Linked DNA regions of Mus musculus: region 1 is linked to region 2. The links are chromatin contacts, called in public HiChIP or PLAC-seq maps. All regions are on one chromosome and are shown on one strand. Each heading gives the region's core, a stretch centred on a gene start, on an enhancer-like site or on the middle of the called end of the contact. The rest is flanking DNA. Distances are from core to core; before and after follow the strand shown. Region 1 holds the start of Trap1 (TNF receptor-associated protein 1). Region 2 has its middle 14 kb from the start of Dnase1.

Region 1 (4,746 bases), core at 588-3,087, 55 kb after region 2:
CTGCCTTTACTATAATCTAATCTGGTTTATCTCACTGGCTGTGGAGATATAACCTATCAATTACAAATGTCAGACCATCTCCAATTTACAGAAGACACAGGTGAGAGCTAGTTACATGGAGTGCCACTTCCTGTCTGGCCTTCTAGTTGTATCCTACCTTGACAAGTTTATTATAGATGGCAAGCATGAACTTAGGAGCATCAGCAAAGACAGAAATCAGGGAAGCTCTGGAGAAACAATGAGTCAAACAACCAATTGACCAATCAACCAACAGCACGGGGTTCTTGATAGCTGATACTTCCCAGAAGGAACACAAGGAAGCAGGCTGAAATCTTTAATGAAGTGGCAATCTCTCCAATAGGAAATGGATACTATGTATGTATTTTCTCCACCTAAGACCCAGGGAGAATTAGTGCCACCACAGCAGCAGGCAAAGTCGGTGAAAAGGAGCACCAATGTTGCAAATAAAAAACTTGAGCTAGACTCCAGAGTCAACTTTGGGAACAGACTGAGCAAACCAGCCAAGGTTGAGAAGGTGTTTGCAGAACATGATGCAAAGATACACAAGAAATCAGAGAAGATACGGATCCACTGTTAAGTAAAACCAGCTTCTCTGTAGATAGAAATCACAAGAGATGTCTTCTACACAGAGCTCTTTTTTTTTTTAGTATTCTCCGTGGCACTGGGGACCAATTCAGGGCCTATGCAAGCCAAGCACAAACTGCCTTTGGGGGCTCTTTTTTTGTTGTTTTGGTTTGAGACATACTCAAATGTTGGAAAAGATACTATGGGTAAATCAGTTTTGCTACTAGAGGACACATATACAGACAAAAGTATTTTGAGCACCAGGCACTGTGGCACACTTTAATCCTACCACTCTGGGGAGCAGAGGCAGATGAATCTCTGTGAGTTTGTGACCACCCTGGCCAGGCGGAACATATATGGTGAAACCCTGTCACCCTCCCCACACCCAATAAAAAACTGAGGTGAAGTTTGGCAGATTAGCTAATACAGAAATAAAAGGGCAAATTCTGAAACCGAAAACATGTTCCTAAAGATTTAAGCAATCGCTCACTCAAATCTGTTAAACACTGTAACGATATTTGTGGCCAAGAGAACATTTAGTGGAGGATGAGAGCGACAAAACTTCGGAAAGCCATTGGGAAGCTATGTTTATGCGAAACATAAATGTAATGAATGCCAGAAGCTTTAATATTCTTTCGCAGTTAATTCTTGACTTGAGCCCTTTTATGTAAAAATAGCTGTAAATACGTATAATTTAAGTGTATGTAACGCTAACATCTTCACTGTTACATGAGTGCGGGGTGGGAAAGTATAGATTAAGGTTATTCTCTCTCCTTTCCTTTCTCTTTCAATTCCAGGGATCAAACACGCGGAGTTCACTGGCTCCCTGAAGTCCTGGGTAACCGTTGGTTTTGCTCACCGTAGTTACCCCAGGGCTTGACTTCTGCGAGAGCTGAGCTTGTGAACAGCCGCGTGCAACGAACTTGTCAACCCAAGCGCGGGAGCGTCTGCAATCAGGACTACCAGGGACTGACGAGAGCAGGCTGTGGCTGCCCGTGACTCGGCTCCCCAAAAGCGACCACAAGGTCCTACTCCCCGCCCCACTTAGCAGCTCCGGCGCAGTGCGGCCTCCCGCCGGTCTAAGAGTGTGCACACAGCCTCAGACGCCGCCTCTGCGCTCTCGTGCCGCGCTCACCTCGCCGAACTCCAGCCAGCGCGGGGGCCCGCAGTACAGTCTGCAGCCCGCGGCCCCACAGCAACACAGCTCGCAGCTCGCACGCCATGCTTCCTTTCCCAAGTGTGGCTAACAGCCTAACAGAGTGATGAGGGGGCCTTCCGCGGGGGCGGCTCAGTGACGTCATGGCGCGCGACGGGCTGTCCAAGGCGTTGCCTGTGCGAGAACGGGAACGCAGCAAACCGCAGCGCGGGGGCCCTGAAGACTGTACTTTTTGACCTTGGATCTCAGTGACAAGGTCGCTGATCCCTTGCATTGTGCGTGTGAGGGTTATAGTGTCCCCGGCCCGCGGTGCTGGCGGTCCCTAGGCGGGAGCATCCCATTCTCGAGATGGCACTACCCAGCTGGAGTGTGGATCCACTGAAAAACTCTTACAGCAATGCCAAAACCTACACTTTGACAAATTTTAGGTTTGACTGTTATTCGCCAAAACGTGAGCTCAGTAACCAACACCTTTGGACTTACCCGTTTATTGTGACTTTCTCCCTACTGGAAGCTTGTTTGGGGATCCAGGCCACAAACCTTGTCTCTAAAGTTTTTTTTTTTTTTTTTTTTTTTGTTTTTTTGTTTTTTTGTTTTTGTTTTTCGAGACAGGGTTTCTCTGTATAGCCCTGGCTGTCCTGGAACTCACTTTGTAGACCAGGCTGGCCTCGAACTCAGAAATCCACCTGCCTCTGCCTCCCAAGTGCTGGGATTAAAGGCTTGCACCACCACGCCCGGCCCTCTAAAGTTTAATCCAAACTCCAGCCGCCTCCAGAGCAGGTCGCTTGTCCCGGTCCTAACCTCAGAGTAAGGCCCAGCGAGGACCTTTCTGACAGGTTCTCGCTTGATTCTGACACACACCAGATACATTTTCCTATGATCAGATTTTACTAAAACATTAGAGCGATTATCTAGCTTGTTAGCAGACACTAGTAGCAAGAGCAGTTAATTCCTGGATCCAGAATAGACTTGAAGTTTTGGTATAGGGAATGTTTAGTTACTGTTCTAGGTTGACAAGGATTGCTCCCACATTGACTTTATAGATGGAAAATAGATAAGAATGGGCAGATATGAGGCCAAACTTTAATACAGGCTCTGTATTTAAAGTGCCTGTTGCCCTGATAACCCCAAGAAATTGACAGAGCACTGTGTGCCTGTGATCTCAGTGCTGGGGAGACAGAAACAAGAGAATCCTTGGGTTTTGCTAGCCAACCAATCTGATTCTGATGTCCCATGTTCAGTAAAAGGCCATGTTTCAATATAAGGTGGAGAGAGCACCTGAACACCTCACAATTCCTACCCCTAACCCCCAGCCAGTTCTGCTCCTGCTGGGCCCACATCCTCCACAACCAGCCCCACCCCTGCTCCCTAGTGTCTTTTTCCATGGTCACCCTTAGATCCTCACAGTTCTAGCTTCTGCCCCCAGGTTCTGTATTACCTCCTCTAATCTGCCTGAGTCCCAGTCATCACACAGAATAGCTTCTCTTGATACTAATCCTCGAGGTTTCATTCTTTTAATTCTCCATTCTGGAATCATCTCTTCAGTCAGAAATGACATACTCAGCCGGGCGTGGTGGTGCAACACCTTTAATCCCAGCACTCGGGAGGCAGAGGCAGGCAGATTTCTGAGTTCGAGGCCAGCCTGGTCTACAAAGTGAGTTCCAGGACAGCCAAGGCTATACAGAGAAACCCTGTCTCGGAAAAAACAAACAAACAAACAAACAAACAAACAAACCAGAAATGACATACTCATCTGTAGAACTCTTCTGTAGATATGGCTTGAGAATATTAAGAAAGGAGAAGTGACATTTAGTAAAGGAAGGGGAATCTGGGCTTTAGTTAAGAATGGGGATGTAGGTTCTGCCCAGTATAAACTTCTTACATTCCAGGGAAACCAACTCTATCTAGGCCCACCTGTGGCCCACCAGGAAACCAGTTTGGAACCCATGCATTACCAAGGGAAATGACATCCCACAAAATTCCAAGGGCCATTTACACTCTAGCACAAACTGTAGTGGTTGCCTAACAGTGGTCCACTTCAGATACCTCTTAACATCTGACCCTTGATCTGCCTGGTTCCACTTCTCAGATTGAAACTTGTAATACTTCCTTCAATGTTCACTCCAGGAGTGAGTGTGGAAAGTTAAAAGTTATCTTGTTAGTGGCCCACACTTGTGCCAAGGACTGAGAAGTTCTGGGCAATGTTTGAGATAATAAAGGAATCTTGGCAGCAAGAGGGAAAAATACCCACAAGAGATGACAGGAACTGTCAGTCACGCCTCCCCCCTCCCCCCTGTCCCCACTGGTTGCATTCAGTGGACTTTCACAGATCTGTGTGCCCAGATTCTCACTGTAACTTGGAACGTTCCATATCCTTCAAGGAGCCTCTCTCCCTAATTCCATAGATAAACCTACACATACTGAAAATGTAAGTTTCCTTGTGGCAAGAGCCACAGAATACAAGATGAAATACCTAAAGGCCATTTCAGTTTCCAAGCCTCTAGTAATGTATAATTTTTTGAATTTTGTAGAGTGGACAAAGTGTAGTCTGCTTGGCTCAATTCTGTGGATAGCTAGGCTTACTTGACTCCCTCTGAATTTTTGTTTAGTGAAAAGTGAATTGTCAAAGATTTCATAAATCTTTTATCCCAGTAGGTTTTTTTTTTCTTTAAAAGATTTCATGTATGTCAGTACACTGTAGCTGTCTTCAGACACACCAGAAGAGGGTATTGGATCCCCATTACAGATGGTTGTGAGCCACCATGTGGATGCTGGGAATTGAACTCAGGACCTTTGGAAGAGCAGTCAGTGCTCTTAACCACTGAGCCATCTCTCCAGCTCCATAATCTATAAACACTGAACATGATGAAAGCAATGTTTTAGACAATATAGACCAGCTGCAGTCCACATTCACTCACCAAAATTCCCCGAGGGCCTATTTTTAGTTTTGGCTTTGCACCATTTCTTTATTATCTGATCCTTATTTTCCCCACCCTGTGCCTAGA
Region 2 (4,682 bases), core at 946-3,445:
GCAGTCCTGGAACTCACTCTGTGGACTAGGCTGGCCTCGAACTCAGAAATCCGCCTGCTTCTGCCTCCCAAGTGCTGGGATTAAAGGCATGCGTCACCACTACTTGGCTCTTGTTTTATGCCTGTTGAGATTTGGTCTTTTGCTGTGTATTATAATGCATGCCTTTAATCCCAGCACTTGGGAGGCAGAAGCAGGCAGATTTCTGAGTTCGAGGCCAGCCTAGTCCACAGAGTGAGTTCCTGGACAGACAGGGCTACACAGAGAAACCCTGTCTCAAAAAACAAAACAAAACAAAACAAAACAAAACAAAACAAAACAAATAAAACAAGGTTACTGGCGGTTCTACACTGTGGTTGTATCCCACTACTTGACTGAAAAGATTTTCCAGATTAAGTGCTTTCTTCTGCAGTGTTTAGGGTCCTTTGAGAGCCCATCTTCTTGTGCAAGTTGAGGTCATGGATTTGTTTTGTTTTGTCTTCCTATTTGTATTCCTCTTACCTTGTTGTTCTGCCTACTAATTCTGAATCAACCACCTGCTGTAACCAGACAAGGATTCTAGTGTGGGGATTGGGACAAGAACACAGCCACAAACCTTCAGCCTACAATTTGTCCTGCCTGCACAGTGTGCAGGTGGTGCATGCAGAACTTATGGGAATAGCCAACCAATGACAGCTGGAACTTGAGACCCCTGCCACAAGAGGGAGCCCACCCCTGGCACTGCCTGGATGGCAGGAAGCAGAGGCAGGAGAGCCCAGAGACCTGGGATACAGCCAAACACAAGCAAGCAAGCAAGAAAAAAAAAAAAAGTCAATGAAATGATTCCTAATGATACTCTGCTATATGCATAGACTGGAGTCTAGCATAATCCTCACGAGAGAGGCAGCATCCAACAACTGCTAAGAGCAGATGCAGAGACCCACAGCCAAACATTAGGTGGAGCTTGGGGAATCACAAGGAAGAGAGGAAGGATTGCAGAGGTCAGAGAGATCAAGGGCATCACAAGAACACAGCCCACAGAATCAACTGAGCAGGACTCACGGGGACTCACAGAGACTGAAGTGACAATCACAGACCCTGCATGGTCTATGCTAGTTCCTCTACATATATGCTATGGTTGTGTAGCTTGCTGTTCTTGTGGGACTCCTAACAATGGGAGTGGGGTTGTCTTTGACTCTTGCCTGCTCTTGGGACCCTTTTCCTCCTACTGGGTTACCTCATCCAGTCTTGATATGAGGGTTTGTGCCCAGTTGTATAATAACTTGTTATGCCATGTTGAGTTGATATCCCTGGGAGGCCTGCTCTTTTCTGAAGGGAAATGGAGAAAGAGTGGATCTGGAGGGTGGGGGGAGGGCTGGGAAGAGAAGAGAGAGGGGAAACAGTGGTCAGAATGTAAAATATAAGAGAAGAATAAATTAGTTAAAGAAAGAAAAGAAGAGAAGAGAAAAGAAAAGAAAGAACTCAGCCATTATATTGAAAAACAGCAGATAGAGTAAATAGCCTGTTTTGTTAATAATTTTAGAAGACACACTTGCAATTTTTCCCCATTTAGTATGATGTCGGCTGAAGGTTTGATTCCTCAGTGATGACAGTAGAAAGATGATTTATTTATTACATGTGCACATACCTGGTTCTGGTATGGGAGTGATGGGCCTCTGAAGGGAGTCTGAGCTAAAGTGTGGTGATGGGAGATGGAGCTTCACTGAGAGAGCAGCTCTGTCCACACCCCTGCCTCAGTGGCCTTTATTTCTGCCCTGCGCGGCCTGTTCTGGTACATGGGCTTCTTAGCTTATCTTGCCTCTGTCTCACTGTGTTCCTGGGTCTGGTGTGCACACTTGATTTTCCCATCTGTCTCTTTGCAGACGTTTCTACGTGTAAGGACTAGAATAGAACAGGTTTCTGTAGCCGCTCGCAGCTACACGAACCAGGTTCCTGATAGCGAGGCTGGGGCTGCATGGGAGAAAATGGGGAGAGAAATAATGAGACCAAGACAAGGATACTGATCAAGGCCCAAAGTTTACTTGAGAGTCTGAGCTTATAAAGTGTGTGGGGGGGGGATCCCATCCCCCACCACGCCAGGATCTCATATCATCAGGATAGTGTCAGGAGAACAGGTTCAGCCTCTCAGCAGGTAGCGGAGTCCCGGAGAAAATGGCAGAGGTGGCAGACCTATCTAAATTGGAAGACTCCACCCTAGGTGGTCTCGTTCTCAATGGTGGAACAGGTCTGAACCAGCCTGCTCAAGGCTGGGGTAGGCTACAGGTTTCTTAGAGTTTATCTGGTACAGTTGACCTCAGGTCTGTAAGTTTATAGTTTAAAGTTTTCTTTTCTTTTTCTTTTTTTGTTTTTTGTTTTTCAAGACAGGGTTTCTCTGTATAGCCCTGGCTGTCCTGGAACTCACTCTGTAGATCAGGCTGGCCTCGAACTCATAAATCCGCCTGTCTCTGCCTCCCAAGTGCTGGGATTAAAGGCGTGAGCCACCACCACCCAGCTATTAAAGTTTTCTGTTGCTTCTTTAGATGTATTTAGCTTCCTTTGTGTGGGGTTGTCAGTCATACACACATTATGCTGCTTGGTGGGTCTGACACGTTCTTTCTGTGCCTATTTGAATGGTTTATATTGCTGGGTCTTCAAATCACCGATCTCTTGTTTTTCCATGTTTATCTGCTGTTAACTCACCTAGCATACTGGTTAAAAATTTTTATATCTATATTTTCATTGTACAAATGTTTTGCCCACATGCATTTTTACCACATGTGTACCTGGTCCCTGTGGAGATCAGACGAGGGCATCAAATCTCCTGGAACAGGAGTTACAGGTGCCTGTGAGCACCAATATGGGTGCTGGGAATTGAACCCTGGTCTTCTGCAAGAGCAACCAGTGCTCTTAGCCTCTGACCCATCTTTCCAGCCCCTGTACCTTTTTTTTTTTTTTTTCATTTCAGATATTTTTCCTCTGAAGGACTCAGAGTCTTTTTATTCTCCCTGTTCCTTCCTTGTACTCGCATAACTTCTTTTTTTTTTTTTTTTTGGTTTTTCGAGACAGGGTTTCTCTGCATAGCCCTGGCTGTCCTGGAGCTCACTTTGTAGACCAGGCTGGCCTTGAACTCAGAAATCCGCCTGCCTCTGTCTCCCGAGTGCTGGGATTAAAGGCGTGAGCCACCACGCCCGGTCTCGCATAACTTCTTGACTGTATGAAGTGTAGTTACAGTCCCTGGCTATGCCTTTATTGGCCACTTCCTTTAACACTTGTTTCTGGATCAGCTTTCTGTGAGGTTTGTTGTTGTTGTTTTTTTGTTTTCTTTTTTTTTAAATTTTACTTGCTACTTTTAAAAATATTTATTTATTATTTATATGAGTACACTGTAGTTGTCTTCAGACACACTCCAGAAGGATGCATGGGATCCCATTACAGATGGTTGTGAGCCACCATGTAGTTGCTGGGAATTGAACTCAGGACCTCTGGGAGAGCAGCCAGGGCTCTTAACCACTAAACCATCTCTCCAGCTCGAGGTGTTTTTTTTTTTTTTTTTTTTTTTAAAGTATTTTATGATTCTTGGTTGTGTCTTCTGAAAATTTATAATAGTGACTCCTAGTGACCTTTCAGCTTTGAATGCTCCCTGCCAGGGAAAGGCTGGGCACACAAGCCTTTCTCCCTTGCTGATGCTAATCTTTATCAAGGATGGTTCTGTGTGCTTTGCTGGTACTGCCCTCTGATTCAGCCTGGCACAAGGGATTAAGGATTACCTTAGGCAATGTCTTGGTAAGTTCAGTGTTTTGGAAAACCAGATCTTAGTCTGTAAGAACTAGCCTGCTAAAGGTGTAAGAGGCTGGAAAACCAAACAGAGGCAGATGGATTCAGGATTGTGCAAAGTCTTATTTACTATTTCATTTAATTGAGATAGGGTCTGGATTTGGAGCTATGGCTGGCCTGATACTCACTATGCAGCCCAGGCTGGCCTCAAACTTGAGGCAATCCTTCTATGTCACCCCCTTAGGTGCTGGGATTATAGGTTTGTACCACCATATCCAACTTACAAAGTCCAGTTTATCAGGGACTTTAAGTAGAAGTATATCCTGGATATTGGAAAGACCAGTGTCCCCACATCCTAAGGCAAGGAGAGGAGCATATATACCAATCTAGACAAAGGAGCTGCAGTCAACTAAAATGCCTTCAGCTTTTCTCCATTCTTGATAGAGTCAAAGCCCAGTTAAATGGTTAGGGCCAGCTGACAGGTTTTTTTGTTTGTTTGTTTTTTGGTTTTTCTTTTTTTTTTTTTTTTTTTTCGAGACAGGGTTTCTCTGTTTAGCCCTGGCTGTCCTGGAACTCACTTTGTAGACCAGGCTGGCCTCAAACTCAGAAATCCACCTGCTTTTGCCTCCTGAGTGCTAGGATTAAAAGGTGTGCGCCACCAGCTGACAGTTGAGTGGGTAAAGGTCCTTGCTACAAGTCTAATCTTGATTCAGCACTTAGGATTCACCTGATGAGAGGGGAGAACCAGCTCCTATGAGTTGTGCCTGACACCACATGTTCACTGAGACACACCCATGCCTGTATCCATACATATGTCATACACCAATAATAATAAGTTTTTTTTAATTTAAAAGGTGTTAGGGAAATGGTTCAGCAGTTAAGAGAGAGCACCGCTTCCAGAGGGTCCAAATTTGTTTACCAGCGTGATGTTA

What was found. HiChIP or PLAC-seq counts read pairs in DNA pulled down with a chosen protein or histone mark.
Region 1: an H3K4me3 HiChIP or PLAC-seq map of embryonic stem cells shows a contact between it and region 2, with 4 times the contacts expected there. The contact joins the promoter of Trap1 here to the enhancer-like site in region 2. A contact is called at or near these places in 10 of 39 promoter capture datasets (HPC-7-derived erythroid cells, cranial neural crest, embryonic stem cells and 5 more), 1 of 15 datasets of contacts at CTCF or cohesin (CD8 T cells), 4 of 484 Hi-C or Micro-C datasets (embryonic stem cells and stem cell-derived cardiac mesoderm), 7 of 115 datasets of contacts at active chromatin or transcription factors (the SCID.adh cell line, embryonic stem cells, extraembryonic endoderm stem cells and 2 more) and 3 of 9 other capture datasets (adipose tissue, liver and pancreatic islet).

What each region holds. Positions count from the first base shown.
Region 1 is chr16:4,075,973-4,080,718 of GRCm38.p6, forward strand. Trap1 (TNF receptor-associated protein 1) reads right to left here and starts at 1,838. Exons shown (of 18, transcript NM_026508.2): 1 at 1,721-1,838. The coding sequence starts at 1,808.
Region 2 is chr16:4,020,751-4,025,432 of GRCm38.p6, forward strand. No RefSeq gene overlaps it. Among named protein-coding and RNA genes, the nearest start is that of Dnase1, 14 kb to the right of the region's middle. Within about 2 kb of position 2,196, at least 3 of the 459 cell types and tissues checked have an H3K27ac peak or open chromatin away from gene starts, as enhancers often do. A contact at or near this core is called in embryonic stem cells, where this site is marked.